Regions from separate parts of the Callithrix jacchus genome. Here region 2 is linked to region 1. Evidence: chromatin contacts called from public Hi-C data. All regions are on one chromosome and are shown on one strand. Each heading gives the region's core, a stretch centred on a gene start, on an enhancer-like site or on the middle of the called end of the contact. The rest is flanking DNA. Distances are from core to core; before and after follow the strand shown.

Region 1 (6,505 bases), core at 1,259-3,758:
CATGAAGAAATATGAAGTTTTCAACTGAATGAGGGAGAGGGGAACGTAAAGATTTGAACATCAATTTGATAGTCAAAACACCGACAGAAAAAGAACAGCTGAAAAACAAGTGAAGAGGCTATGATTTTGATATTACATGCTAGTTTAAAAAAAAAAAATCTTAAGATAGGCCAGACACTTTGGCTCATGCCTGTAATCCAACACTTTAGGAGGCTGAGGCTTGTGGATCACTTGAGGTCAGGAGTTCATGATCAGCCTGGCCAACATGGTGCACCCCATCTCTACTAAAAATACAAAAATTAGCTGGACATGGTGGCAGCTGCCTGTAATCGCAGCTACTCAGGAGGCTGAGGCAGGAGAATTGCTTGAACCTGGGAGGCAGGGGTTGCAGTGAGCTGAGATTGCGTCACTGCACTCCAGCCTGGGTGACAGAGCGAGACTCCATCTCAAAAAAAAGAAAAACGCACACATCTTAAGATAAAGAAACACAACTGTGAGGTAAAAAATAGGGCCAGAAACGTAATTGTTACAAAGGAAATTTTAAAACTACATATTTAAAGTTGGTCCTTGCTAATGACATTTTAAAAAATCAACTAAGATGAAAGTATACAAAATAAGGAATAAACAGTAATTAATATGTATTAACAATACCTTTTTAAAAGATAAGAGATTATGGAAACTCTCAAATACAAAATAGTGTAAACTGCACTAAAGAGATATTTACATGTTTTTTTCTGAAACAACCTAGTATGATTAAGGGATTCTAATGACAACTTAACTCCCTTATAAAAACAGATCTGATTACAGGGTATGAAATACGGGGCTCCTGGAAAATTGACGGAAATCAGGACACTGGAAGAAAGGCCCTGGGAGAGACCCCTGAGCATGGTCCCCCTGAGATTTGACCAGTTCCAAATAAGGGCAAGGATCTAGGGTGAGAAGAAAGGAGAAAATGTATTTCCCGAACAGCCTCACTGTCAAGGGTCTGGGATACTGCCACTGTACCTTGCAATCCTGATCTCCCATGGGGGAACTACATACTTTTCCCTCTCTGATCATCACTTGTCCCACCCCCACTCCAGACACACACATCCCTCAGCACATTAAATCAGTGAGACTCCTAAAGGTACAACTTCTGAGATACAAGGATTAGGGTCCAAGAAATCAACCCGACATTTTACAGGCACTTGAGCCTTGAGTTCACACAGGCTTCCGGGACTGGTGAGTCGGCCCAGCCCTGCAGGAGACACCCCCATCTCTTTAAAAGCAAATGCCTTTAAGGGGCGGGGACAGGCATTAGAAGAGGTGGTGGCAAGGTCCCAGATTTGGCGACCAAGGCTAGGACCCTAACCACTAGCTCGCCGGGAACACTTACAGATTGGGAATGGGGGTGGGGGGGAGGGGGGGAGGTAACAGAAGAAGGGACTGGGAAACAGACAGATTCTCGGGCTGGGACTTCAGAAAGTGGAAATCGAGAGCCAATGCTGCGGTGCCAAATTAAGGTGAAGAAGCCCAAGTGCCTGAGGAGTGGGCAGGCCCTGAGGCGTCTCGAGTGCACCAAGCGAAGCCCGAGCTGCCCGAGCGCTGGCGCCACCCACACCCGGGTCAATCGTGCCTCTACCCACCCCAATTCTAGCCCTCGCGGAGGGCTCCCCTCCTGCCAGACAGCGCCCCCCCCACCCCGCCCCCGGCCTCCGTCATTCCCCCTCCCCGCCCGGCTCCCGGGCCCCGCCTTCGCCTTACACTGAATGGGCGGGTAGCAACTGGGGTCCTCGCCACCGGGCTGGCAGCGGCTGGAGAAGGCGCTGCGCGGGGTCACGTAGTTGCTGGGGAAGATGCCCACCCGCTGGTTCAGCTGCCCGGTCCACCATCCCTCGTCGCCGGACACCTGCGAGTCCTTGGACAGCACCTCCACCACGTCGCCCAGCCTCAGGGTCAGCTCGTCCTCGCCCGCCGCCTCGTACTCGAACACGGCAGTCCAGTAGGGCAGCGGCGCGTCGCAGCCCATCTCCCCGGGGCCCGCCGCTGCCGCCGCCGCCTCCTCCTCCTCCTCCTCCTCCTCCTCGGCCCCGGCCCCGGCTCCATCCTCCCCCGGCGGGGCGGCAGCGGCGGCGCTCGTCAGGCAGCCGAGAAGCGCTCTGGAGGGCTCCATGGAGCGGCCGATCCATAGGGTGCGGGGCCGCCGCCGCCCGCAGGAGCCGCCGCCGCCTATTGTTCATGCGCCTCCGCAGAGCTGGGAGGAACCCCCCCGACGGCGGCCGCAGGTAGGGCCCGAGCTAGCCGGGCTAGGACAGCCGGCTCGCCGGGGCTGTGGCAGCGGTTCGAGGAGAGCGCCGAGCCCGAGCGCCCCGCGCAGCCCAGGGGCGCGGCGGGCCGAGTCCCCCACTGCCCGCTCGCCCCCGGGGGGCGGCCTCGCCACCTCCGCCGCCGGTACCTGCTCGCGCAGCCGGTGCCCACCGCCGCCCGCCGGCCGCCGCTCTTCACTCGGAGCCGCGCTGCGCCGCGCCCCGCCCCCCGCGCCGCCCGCTCGCCGGGACCACCTGACGCGGGCCTGGCTCCGCCCAAGCCCTGCGGACCCGAAGGGGGCCCGCCCCGCGCCTGCCCCGCCCCGCGCCCGCCGCCTTCCTATTGGCTGCGGCAACCCCGTCCCCGGTTCCTCCGCAGTGGTTGGGGCAGCCTCGCAGGTCCCTCTCACTCCCTGCGCCGCCGCCGCCGCACCGTGCCCGCCCCCTTTGCGGGCTCTCTCATTCCCAAACCCAGGTCGACCCACTCCTCCTGCCCACTGGCCCGCCGCAGCTCCCACCATTGGCCCGCGGCACCTGTCCGTTTCCTGGGAGAGTTCAGCACCTCCCGGCAGGAAGAGGCTCCGGCCTCATTGGGTGCGTGAGGAGGGAAGGGTGGATCCTAAAAGGTAATACTGAGCCTTCATTCCGACTAAAAAGGCTGGAAAGGAGGCCGCTGCCTTTGTTTGTGATGGATGGGTAGGGGCTGCACTGGGCAGCACCGGTATTCTCCATCCTAAAGGGGCTTCTGAAAGTAGGCACAGGGAAAGCGAGCTGGGCTGCACACCCAACAGAGCTCTTCCTTCCCCAGATCCCTTTTACAGTTAGTTGGATTCTCCCCTCTCATGGATCTGGCTCTGCCCTAGTCCAACCTAGAGGGCCACTCTCGCCCGGAACCTTTCATCTCCTTTTAGGCCCAGTGGGATGTTCATTAGAAGAACTCTGAACACTACAGTTCTTCCCCCTCCCTTTTTTTTTTTTTTTGTGAGTCTGAAAGTTCTTCCCTTTATGAAGACTGCACCACAGCTCGCCCTCTCCTGGATTCCTATAGGAAGAGATCCAATGCCACTCTTTTTTTAGAATTCAGAAAGAGAGGAGACCACCTTACTGGGTTTCAAACTGGGGCTGGGAACGATGCCATGAATTGGGCTTGGTCTGTCTGAAGGGAGCCAACTTTTCGGCAATCCTTAGGCTTCTTATTTATTTATTTATTTATTTATTTTGTAAAGACGGGGTTTCACCATGTTGGCCAGGCTGGTCTTGAACTCCTGACCTCAGGCGATCCACCCACCTAGGCCTCCCAAAGTGCTAGGATTACAGGCATGATCCACCGCACCTGGCTCCTTAGGCTTCTTTTGCCTGGTGGAATTACATCTTGGATCGTGGTGAAATCTGTAGAGGTCAGATTAAGAAGAACCAAAGCAAAATAAACGCAGAAGCCGATGATGAGTTCATGAGTGAGAACGACCTCTTCCTATGTGCCTTTGCTATACCCCGTGTTTTGAACATTAAGAAAGAGATAGGAGGTCCATAATGTTTCTTCTTGCTTTAATCCTATCATACCAACGTTGACTTCCAGTTAGGTTCTCTGATACTGCTTTGTTTCTTTTTTCTTTTTAAGACAGGGTCTCACTTTGTTGCCCAGGCTGGAATGCAGTGGCGCAATCTCGGCTCACTGCAGCCTCATCATCCCAGGCTCAAGTGATCCTCCTACCTCACCCTCCCTAGTAGCTGGGAGTACAGACACGTGCCACCACACCTGGCTAATTTTGTTTATTTTTTTGTAGAGACAGGGTCTCACTGTTGCCCAGGCTTGTCTTGAACTCTGGGCTCAAGTGATCCACCCGCCTCAGCTTCCCAAAGTGTTAGGATTACAGGCCTGGGCCACTTCACCTAGCCCTCTGAAATTTCTAAATAAGCCAGTGCTGAAAGATCTACCAAACTTTGTTACCTTTTCTCCTTCAGTGGTAGGAATAGACATTATTTATTTAGCAAGGGTGAGTGCTTTTGTTGAATTTTAGTTTGGGGTTTATTATTACACAAACTAAAGACAGTGGGGCAGTTTGCAAAGGTAACTAGGCAGCTGCGTGACTTTGGGCACGCAGCTAACACTGTACTCCTAAAGTGAAGGGTGTGAACTGGAAGACATCCTATGTCCTTATAGGTCAGACATTCTGTGGTTTGCTCATCAATATGACTACACTGTATAGTCAGAGCACACATTTGAGGTCTTCAAGAAGAGAGATGAGGCTTGTTCTAAAAAGCATGCAGAGTAGGTCTTGAGAAACGATTTCTATTTAAGTAAAGGCCCTAAAACAATGCTCAGGTTTTTATTAAATATAGGATCTGTGACCTGGAAAAGATATAGGTGAGTCTGAATAAATTCTCTAGGATTTGTTTTAGACAAAACCATTCCACCCTCAAGCAAAAGAGAGCAAAGAAGTAGGGGTGGAGGTATTTTGTGTTTTTTTTTAAAGGCCATAAAAAAAATTGTCTTGATAAAATTTTAAGTTGGGGCTGGGTATGGTGGCTTGTGCCTGAAATCTTAGCAGTTTGGGAGGCTGAAGCAGGAGGATCACTTGAGCACAGGAAGGAGACCAGCCTGAGCAACATGGCAAGACCCCCATCTCTATGAAAAATTTTCTTGGGGATGTAAGCCTGTAATCCCAGCTACTCAAGAGGCTGAGGAAGGAAGATTGCTTGAGCCTAGGAGGGCAAGGCTATAGTGAACAGTGTTCGATGCACCATACTTGAGACAAAGCAAGACCCTGTCTTAAAAAAAAAATGTTTTTTTAACTTGAGGGAAAAAAAGTTTTACAAACTGACTGTAGACACACAGCAAAACAGAAACAGGAAAAAAAAGTACTAAACAGAGAAAAATGTCAGTGGCGGGTCTCTAAGTTAGTGGGATTATGAGTACTTGGGTAACTTTATTGTCATTTTGCTTCTCCATTATTTTGTATTTCTACTATTTAGTTTCGTGAATTTCTTCCCTCTCCCTGGGAAGAGGGGAAGAGAGGAGAAAAATCATTGATCCTTCTCAATAGGAAAACTCTAATTCCCTGCACAACTTAATTCTTTAATACCATAGCATGTGTTTAGAATCTCATGAAGAGTCATTCATCAAACATTTCAACAAGTCATTCAGTTAATATTTGTTGAATGGATAAGTGCTAGGAATTCAAATGAGGGTAGATCTTCAGACTACACTTGTCTGGCAGGGCTGCATGGAAGAAGCAGAACCAGAACTGATCCTGAGGAGGCATGAGGTGGAGCAGGGAAGAGTGTGTTCAGGAAAGGAGGGTGGGAATGGGCACAGCCACAGAAGTAGGAAAGCATGGAAAGGGCGGCCATTTGGATGGAATGAAAGGATGAAAAAGAACTCTGAAAAGATAGGTTGAGACCAGATTGTAGAGGGCCCTATAATTACTTGATTCACACTAGTAATTATGTAATTGATTATTTGTAATTATTTAATGTCAGTGCATTCACCATAAGGGCAGGAACCAGTCTGCCTGGTTCTCCACAGCATTCCCAGCACCTAGAGAGTGCTTAGTACATAATTGACTCTCAGTACGTACTTATTTGCAACTGGATGACTGACTTGAATCCTAGGCTAAGAAGCCTTGGTTTTGTTCAGCATATAAAAGGTTATCACTGAAAAGTTTTGTGTAGGGCTGAGAAGTGATCAAATATTGCCTTCCCTGAGGACTAGAATGGATGAGGACAGACACATGCTTAAGCTGGTCTTTGAAAGATATATAAAACTTGATTAATAGAGAATAGAAGATGTGGAAATAGAAATTAATGTAATGGGCTGGGCATGTTGGCTCACACCTGTAATCCCAGCACTTTGGGAGGCCAAGGCAGGCAGATCACTTGAGGTCAGGAGTTCAAGACCAGCCTGATCAACATGGAGAAACCCCATCTCTACTAAAAATACAAAATTAGCTGGGTGTGGTGGTGCATGCCTGTAATTCCAGCTACCCAGGAGGCTGAGGCAGGAGAATTGCTTGAACCCGGGAGGTGCCGGTTGTGGTGAGCTGAGATCATGCCATTGCACTCCAGCGTGGGCAACAAAAGCAAAACTTTGTCTCAAAAAGAAAAACAAAAAAAGAAAGAAAGAAATTAATGTAATGAGTAGCAATAATAGAAATTTCAGCCAGAGAAGAGGAGAGAATGCAAAAAAAAGGGAGTAATGGGATATAAAAGTGATGAAATAA
Region 2 (6,505 bases), core at 2,962-5,461, 160 kb after region 1:
GTTTTGATTTATAAGAAATTTCCTTGCCTTTGAGGGAAAACACTTCCGTGGATTTTAGTGGAGTTCATGGCAAACTAAGTAATTTGATGTGAACCGTTGAATATGGGCAACAAGGAGACACAAAAAAGAGCGAGTTATTTTCTGCTATTTGTTCTATTCAGATAATTTCATATTGTTTCTACCCTACAGTTTTTTAGGTTACTAATTTTCCCTGGGAAGGAAATTCATGTTGGTTCAAGTTGTTATATAATTTGCATTCCTTTTAAAAATCCACTTGTTTTTAAAGAAATAGTTTTATTAGTTTACACTTTGAAGCTTTCCATATTGTTTGGGTTTTAGTTCTGTGAGAATAATTAAGTGCTCTTATAGTCCATGATACTTCCTGTTAGTTCAGTGCATCTTCCATTATTGTAAACTTTGATACACAAAACTGCTTTAGTTGATAGACACCAGTACTCCTTGCTGTATTAATACTTCCTGCACACTGCAGCCTTGCTGTTAATATAATGTCCTCATTTGTTTCTCTCTGTAGGAGATACTGACACTGCTAAGACTTCTGATGATATCAGTTTAAGTCTGGGCCAAAGTTCTAGTCTTTGTAAGGAAGGAAGTGAAGAACAAGGTAAGAACATTATTCTTTACCATGATGTCATATACTGTGGTGATCAGAGTGAATTTGTAGAATATGCTGCGTAGAATTTGGCAGAAGTTTGTAACAATTTAATATGGTTTTTAAGGAAACAAACATAAAATGTTACTGGAATGGTAGTTATACAGAGTTATATATGCTTTTAGCTTACTGGAACTCAGTTATACATATTCTGTCAGATAAACATGGACAGAGAAGTTCTGTGAGCATGTGCCCCAGAGTGAATATGAGATGGGAGATAAGAATCTGCTATTACTTTAGTTGGTCAGACCAACTAGCCCAGCTTAGGGATAACCTAGTATGTGAAACTATTATTTTCCATGCAGTATGATCTCTAAATGCCAGCTGCTTCATCTCTTGCCAACTGCAAAAACAGTAATAAGTTTTGACATAGTGTCTTAGTCCATGTGCATTGCTATAAAGAAATACCTCAGACTGGGTGACTTATAAAGAAAGGAGGTATAATTGGCTCATGGTTCAGGCTGTACAAGAAGCATGGTGCCAGCATCTGCTTCTGGTGAGAACCTCAGGAAGCTTCCAATCATGATGGAAAGGGAAGAGGAACTGGTGCGTCACATGGTGAAAGAGAAAGAGAGAGAGAGGAGAGGGGTGCCATATATGCTCTCTTTAACAGCCAGCTCTTGTGTGAACTAACAGACTGAGAATTCACTCCTTACTGCAGAGATGGCACCAAGCCATTCATTAAGGATCCACCTTTGTGACTCAAACCTCTCCCACCAGGTCCCATGTCTAACACTGAGGATCAACATGAAATTTGGAGGGAGACCAATACCTAAACCATATCATAGAGAAATAACTTGCTGTTGGACTTACTGAGAAACTGTGCATCTGTTACCAGCATGGATGTTGTAGATTGTTAATAGAAATTTTGGCTATTTGTGATTTTTTTTTTCTTCTTCAACTCCGTTGTAAATCATATTTTGAATTTTACTGATTGATTTTAACTACCACATTTTCATGTTTGATTTCTAATTTTCAAAAATACAGCAACAGATATGTCATCCTCATTTTCGAATGGAGATTATCCAAGGTTCTATAATTAACGAGCCAGAAATAGATTAGAAACCTGTCTCACTATTGCCACCCTGTTATAACCCTGTTATTTTCATTAACCTATAGGTGATGTTTGGTGGGCAGACAGGCTGACAAATTTTTTATTTTTAATTATGAAACTTGTTTATGAGGCTACAAACAGATAACTAAATTGGGACATTTGCCCATTAATATTTTACCCAAGTTCATTTCTTACAAGCATATTTTGTTACTGTTAGTTGGAATTTTAAGTTTATTATTGTAACTCTCTGCTTCTTTGGAATTACAGTACCCTGTCATTCTTTCCTTGCTTCTGTGGACTGCCCTATTTAACCCTATACCCCATTCCTAAAACTGAAGAGACCTTTAAATGTACTGTGTGGGCTGGGCACAGTGGCTCATGCCTGTAATCCCAGTACTTTGGGAGACTGAGGTGGGTGGATCACTTGAGGCCAGATGAGACCAGCCTGGCAACATGGTGAAACCTTTTCTCTCCTAAAAACACAAAAATTATCCAGGGTGGTGATCCACGCCTGTAATCCTGGCTACTCAGGAGTTGAGACATGAGAATCACTTGAACCTGGGAGGCGTAGGTCGTAGTGAGCCGAGATTGCGTGACTACAGTTCTTCCTGAACAGAGTGAGACTCTGTCTCAAATAAATAAATAAATAATAAATAAATGTATGTGTGTACGTATGTATGTAATGTACTTTGTGTTATGGAAACTTTTAAAAACATCCAGCATGGGTAACATAGTAAGATGCCTATCTCCACAAAAAATAATAAAAAACATTATCCAGGCATGATGGTGTGTGCCTATAGTCTCAGCTGTGTGGGAGGCTGAGAGGTGAGAGGATTACATGAGTCCAGGATGTTGAGGTAGCACTAAGCTGTGATAGTGCCACTGCATGTGATAGTGCCACTGCACTCCAGCCTGGGCAACAGAGGGAGACCCTTTCTCTCTCTCTCTCTCTCTCTCTCTCTCTCTCTCTCTCTCTCTCTCTCAAGCAATCAGTATCAATTTCTTTGAGAATACCAATATCCGTTTCTACAATATGAGACCATCACAGTGTCTCAACAACTAGATAATAACCTTAGAGGGGTTGGTGCCCTTGTGTTTAGGGATTCTATGTCTTATTTTATAATCTGGAAAGTACCATATGTAAATAAGATTTTTATAGTCTGGCAGGTTGGGAATTATATACACACAAATCTACCCTTGCAGCTATGCATTAACATAGACAATGATGTCTACCATTCACTGGGTGCTTACTGTTGGCCAAGTTTGGGGTCAGGATACTTTTCTGTAAAGGACCAAATAGCTTGGTGTAGGACATGTGGTTTCTCTTGCTACTCAGCTGCTCAACTCTGCTATTGTAAAGTGAAAAAAGTCATAAACAATACAAAAATAGTGGGCATGGCTGTGCTCTCCTAAAATTTGGTTTACAAAAACAAGTTTGAGGGCTGGATTTGGCTTCATTGGCCTTAAGTTTGTCAACCCTTGGTTTAAGTCCTCTTCTAAGCATTTTATGTGCATTCATCCAGTTATTCTTCACTATAAACATTTGAAGTTGGTACTGTTATTATTCTCACTTTACAGATGAGCATGTTATTGCTTAGAGAGAAGCTATAAGAAACTTGTTCAAAGTCATACAGCTACAGAGTGGCAGTCCTGTAATTCAAATCTAGTTTTGAATTATGCTTTTTAAAATTTATAATACTTTCATTTAGTTTTAAAACTTGCTTTTATCATGTAACATTTTTCCATATGTTTAACATTTAACAAATATTGTCGAGTACTCTTGGCACTCTTTTAAGTACTGGAAATAAATCAGTGAATAAAAGGACAAAATGTTCCACCCTCATGTGGCTTCCATACTATTAATATGGAATCATACTGGTATAAATCAACATATATGTAGTAAGTAGAGACAGAAGATAGGGATTGGTGGGGACTGGGGAAATTTTAATTTTAAGTAGAGTAGTTGAAGGCAAACCTTTCTGAGAGCTAAGACCTGAAGAAGGAGTGAGCGCTCAGGATATCTGAGGGGAGGGCCCTCCTCCACACAGAGGAAACAGCAAGGACAAAGCCCTACACCACGAGTGTGCCTGTCAGGTTTGAGAAATATTGTGGCTGGCTCAAAGTAAGTGAAGGGCCAAACCGTATGGAGTTTTGTAAGCCATTTTAAAGGTGCATTTTAATTCAGAGTGAGATAAGGAACTGCTAAAGGATTGTATTTCATTTCATTGGAATCACTCTGGCATCTATTTTGAGGACTATATTAAAAGGGGCAAAAGTTGAAGCAGAGAGCTCACTTAGCAGATTAGTGCAGCAATCCAGAGCACAGATCAGAGTAATGAGAAGTAGTTTGACTGTATAGAAGATACTAAGAAGATAGGTTATGGATTTGGATATACTCTGTGAGAGAAGTATTGGTCATGGATGACTTAAAGGCTTTTGAGTTAAGCATTAGGGAGGACAAGGCCCCGCTAACTGAAAGGAGGAAGACTAAGAAGTAGATTCGAGGTGGAGAGAGCGTGGGGGGTTCAGTTCAAGGCATATCAGTGCTGTACGCAGCAATGAGCAGATAGAGAGGTCCAGATTTCAGGTAAGAGGTTGGGGGTTTGAGATTCAGTAGTTGTCAGTGAATAAATAACAACAACACAGGTGGCATACATGTGGCCCAGCTACTTGTGAGGCTGAGGCAGGAAGATTGCTTGAGCCTGGGAGATCCAGGCTGCAGTGAGCCATGTTTGCACCACTACACTCCATCTTAAATCTGCTCCTCCTCAGTCAACAAAATCAGTCATGTCAGTTAAGGGGTTGGGTATTATGAAGTTGATAAACTATCAGGGCAAGCCTTCTGGTTAGCTGCTTGGGGTTTATGTGGCCTGACTTCTTGATTCAAATCCCTTTTCCTGGCTAGGGTTTGGCGCCACCTAGTGGCAAATGTTCATACTGGCTTAAATATCATTTGGGACTCTTGCCATTCTCCTCTGGTTTGGATTTACAGGATTTACAGGACAATGATTTTTAGTTAGTTTGTTAATAGTTGATTAGTTGGCATTTTGTCACATCATTCAGGATGACTGGGAGAAAACAGGATATTGGGGTGTATCCTCAACTTTTTCACTTCTAAGATAATCTAGTTTCCTTACCTCTCACTCTTGTCTTCCCTATCCAAGATCAGAACTTCAGACCATCCCCATATGAGTATGAGGACTGGGTAGAAAACGGAGGAACTAGTTACAAATATTTCTGAATTTTAGTTTGTCAGGGGGATAGAAAACTGGAGGAGATTTACAAAGAGGGAGTATAGGTAGAAAAATGAAAAGTTCTAGCCAGGTGTGGTGGCTTACACCTGTAATACTAGCACTTTAAGAGGCCAAGGTGGGAGGATTGCTTGAGACCAGGAGTTTAATACCAGCCTGGGCAACATGGTGAAACCTTGTCTCTAAGAAAAATACAAAAAATTATCTGGGTGTGGTGGCATACACCTGTGGCCCGGCTACTTGTGAGGCTGAGGCAGGAAGATTGCTTGAGCCTGGGAGAGCAAGGCTGCAGTGAGCTATTATTGCACTACTGTGCTCCAGCCTGAATGACAGCAAGACAAAGTAAAAAGTTTTAAGATCTGAATTCTGAGCCTCTTTAGTTTAAGAAGTCCAGGAGACTGAGTAGGAACAACTGGTGAGATCAAAGGAAAACCAAGACTGTTATATGCCTGTATTCAAGGAGAACGGATTGACCAGCTTTGTCAAGTGCTGCTGACAGGTCAGGTGACACAAAGACTGAGACTTGACCATTGGATTGAACAAGGTAGAGGATGGTGGTGACCTTGATAAACAGAGTCTTAGGGGAGTTAAACTGGAATCCAAAGAGAGAATTTGAGGAGAATAATCAAAGTGAATATAGACCACTTTTTTCGTGAATTTTTTAAAGGTGATAGTGAGCAGGGGAAGTAAAGATAAGGAGGGATTTTGATTTTGTAAGATGTTTTAAGAGAAATAACAGCATGTTTCTATAATTGATTACTATCCATAATCAATTGATGAGGGAGATCAGAAGAGAGAAAGTGTGATTTACACTTCTGCCACTGAGAAACTAATTTTTCTTGGCATATTTTTTTATTTTTATATAGTTCAGTGGTTTTTAGAATATTGTGCATCCATCACCACAGTCTAAATCAAGAGCATTTTCATGACCCCAGAAAGAAATCTGCACCTATTACACTCCCCATTTCTTCTTCAAGCAGCTCCTGACAACCTCTAGTTTACTTTCTGTTTCTATAAATTTGCCTATTCTGGACATTTCCTATAAATGCAATCATATGTGTTTTTTTAATGTGCCTGGCTTCTTTCACTTACCTTATTCTGGCATGTATTAGGATGTTGTTTCTTCTTATGACTATCTGTGGCATATCACTTTTTACATTTATAAAAATATACACATATATGCCATTAGCATTCGTTTAAACTTACAGAACTGGAATTATACTTTTTATATAGTGCCACCTTTTTCACTTAAGTATTTTCTCATGTTATTACATAGTCTTTGAAAATGTTTTTAGTACTTGTATGAAATTATTAGTAAACTTCATAACTTATTTAGCCATTATTTATAGGACATTGTTATACTTCTGTTCTTTAAGAACTTTTATAATAATGTGACATAAACAATTTTGTGCTAAAAACCTTGTACACATATTTGACTCTTGTCTTTTAGCAAGTTTCCTACCTTGAAGGTAAGAATACCTTTTCAAGTTTCTTGGCCTTATTGCCAGATTGCTTTACAGAAGGTTATAC

The links. Hi-C and Micro-C count contacts between places; a contact is called where the count stands out from the background.
Region 2: a Hi-C map of induced pluripotent stem cells shows a contact between it and region 1, with 2.9 times the contacts expected there. The contact joins the enhancer-like site here to the promoter of MAP3K9 in region 1. A contact is called at or near these places in 2 of 3 Hi-C or Micro-C datasets (induced pluripotent stem cells and skeletal muscle).

What each region holds. Positions count from the first base shown.
Region 1 is chr8:105,735,982-105,742,486 of calJac240_pri, forward strand. MAP3K9 (mitogen-activated protein kinase kinase kinase 9) reads right to left here and starts at 2,509. Exons shown (of 11, transcript XM_078335274.1): 1 at 1,744-2,509. The coding sequence starts at 2,152.
Region 2 is chr8:105,898,275-105,904,779 of calJac240_pri, forward strand. It overlaps PCNX1 (pecanex 1), which reads left to right. Exons shown (of 34, transcript XM_078335276.1): 5 at 533-622. Among named protein-coding and RNA genes, the nearest start is that of PCNX1, 58 kb to the left of the region's middle. Within about 2 kb of position 4,212, at least 3 of the 16 cell types and tissues checked have an H3K27ac peak or open chromatin away from gene starts, as enhancers often do. A contact at or near this core is called in skeletal muscle, where this site is marked.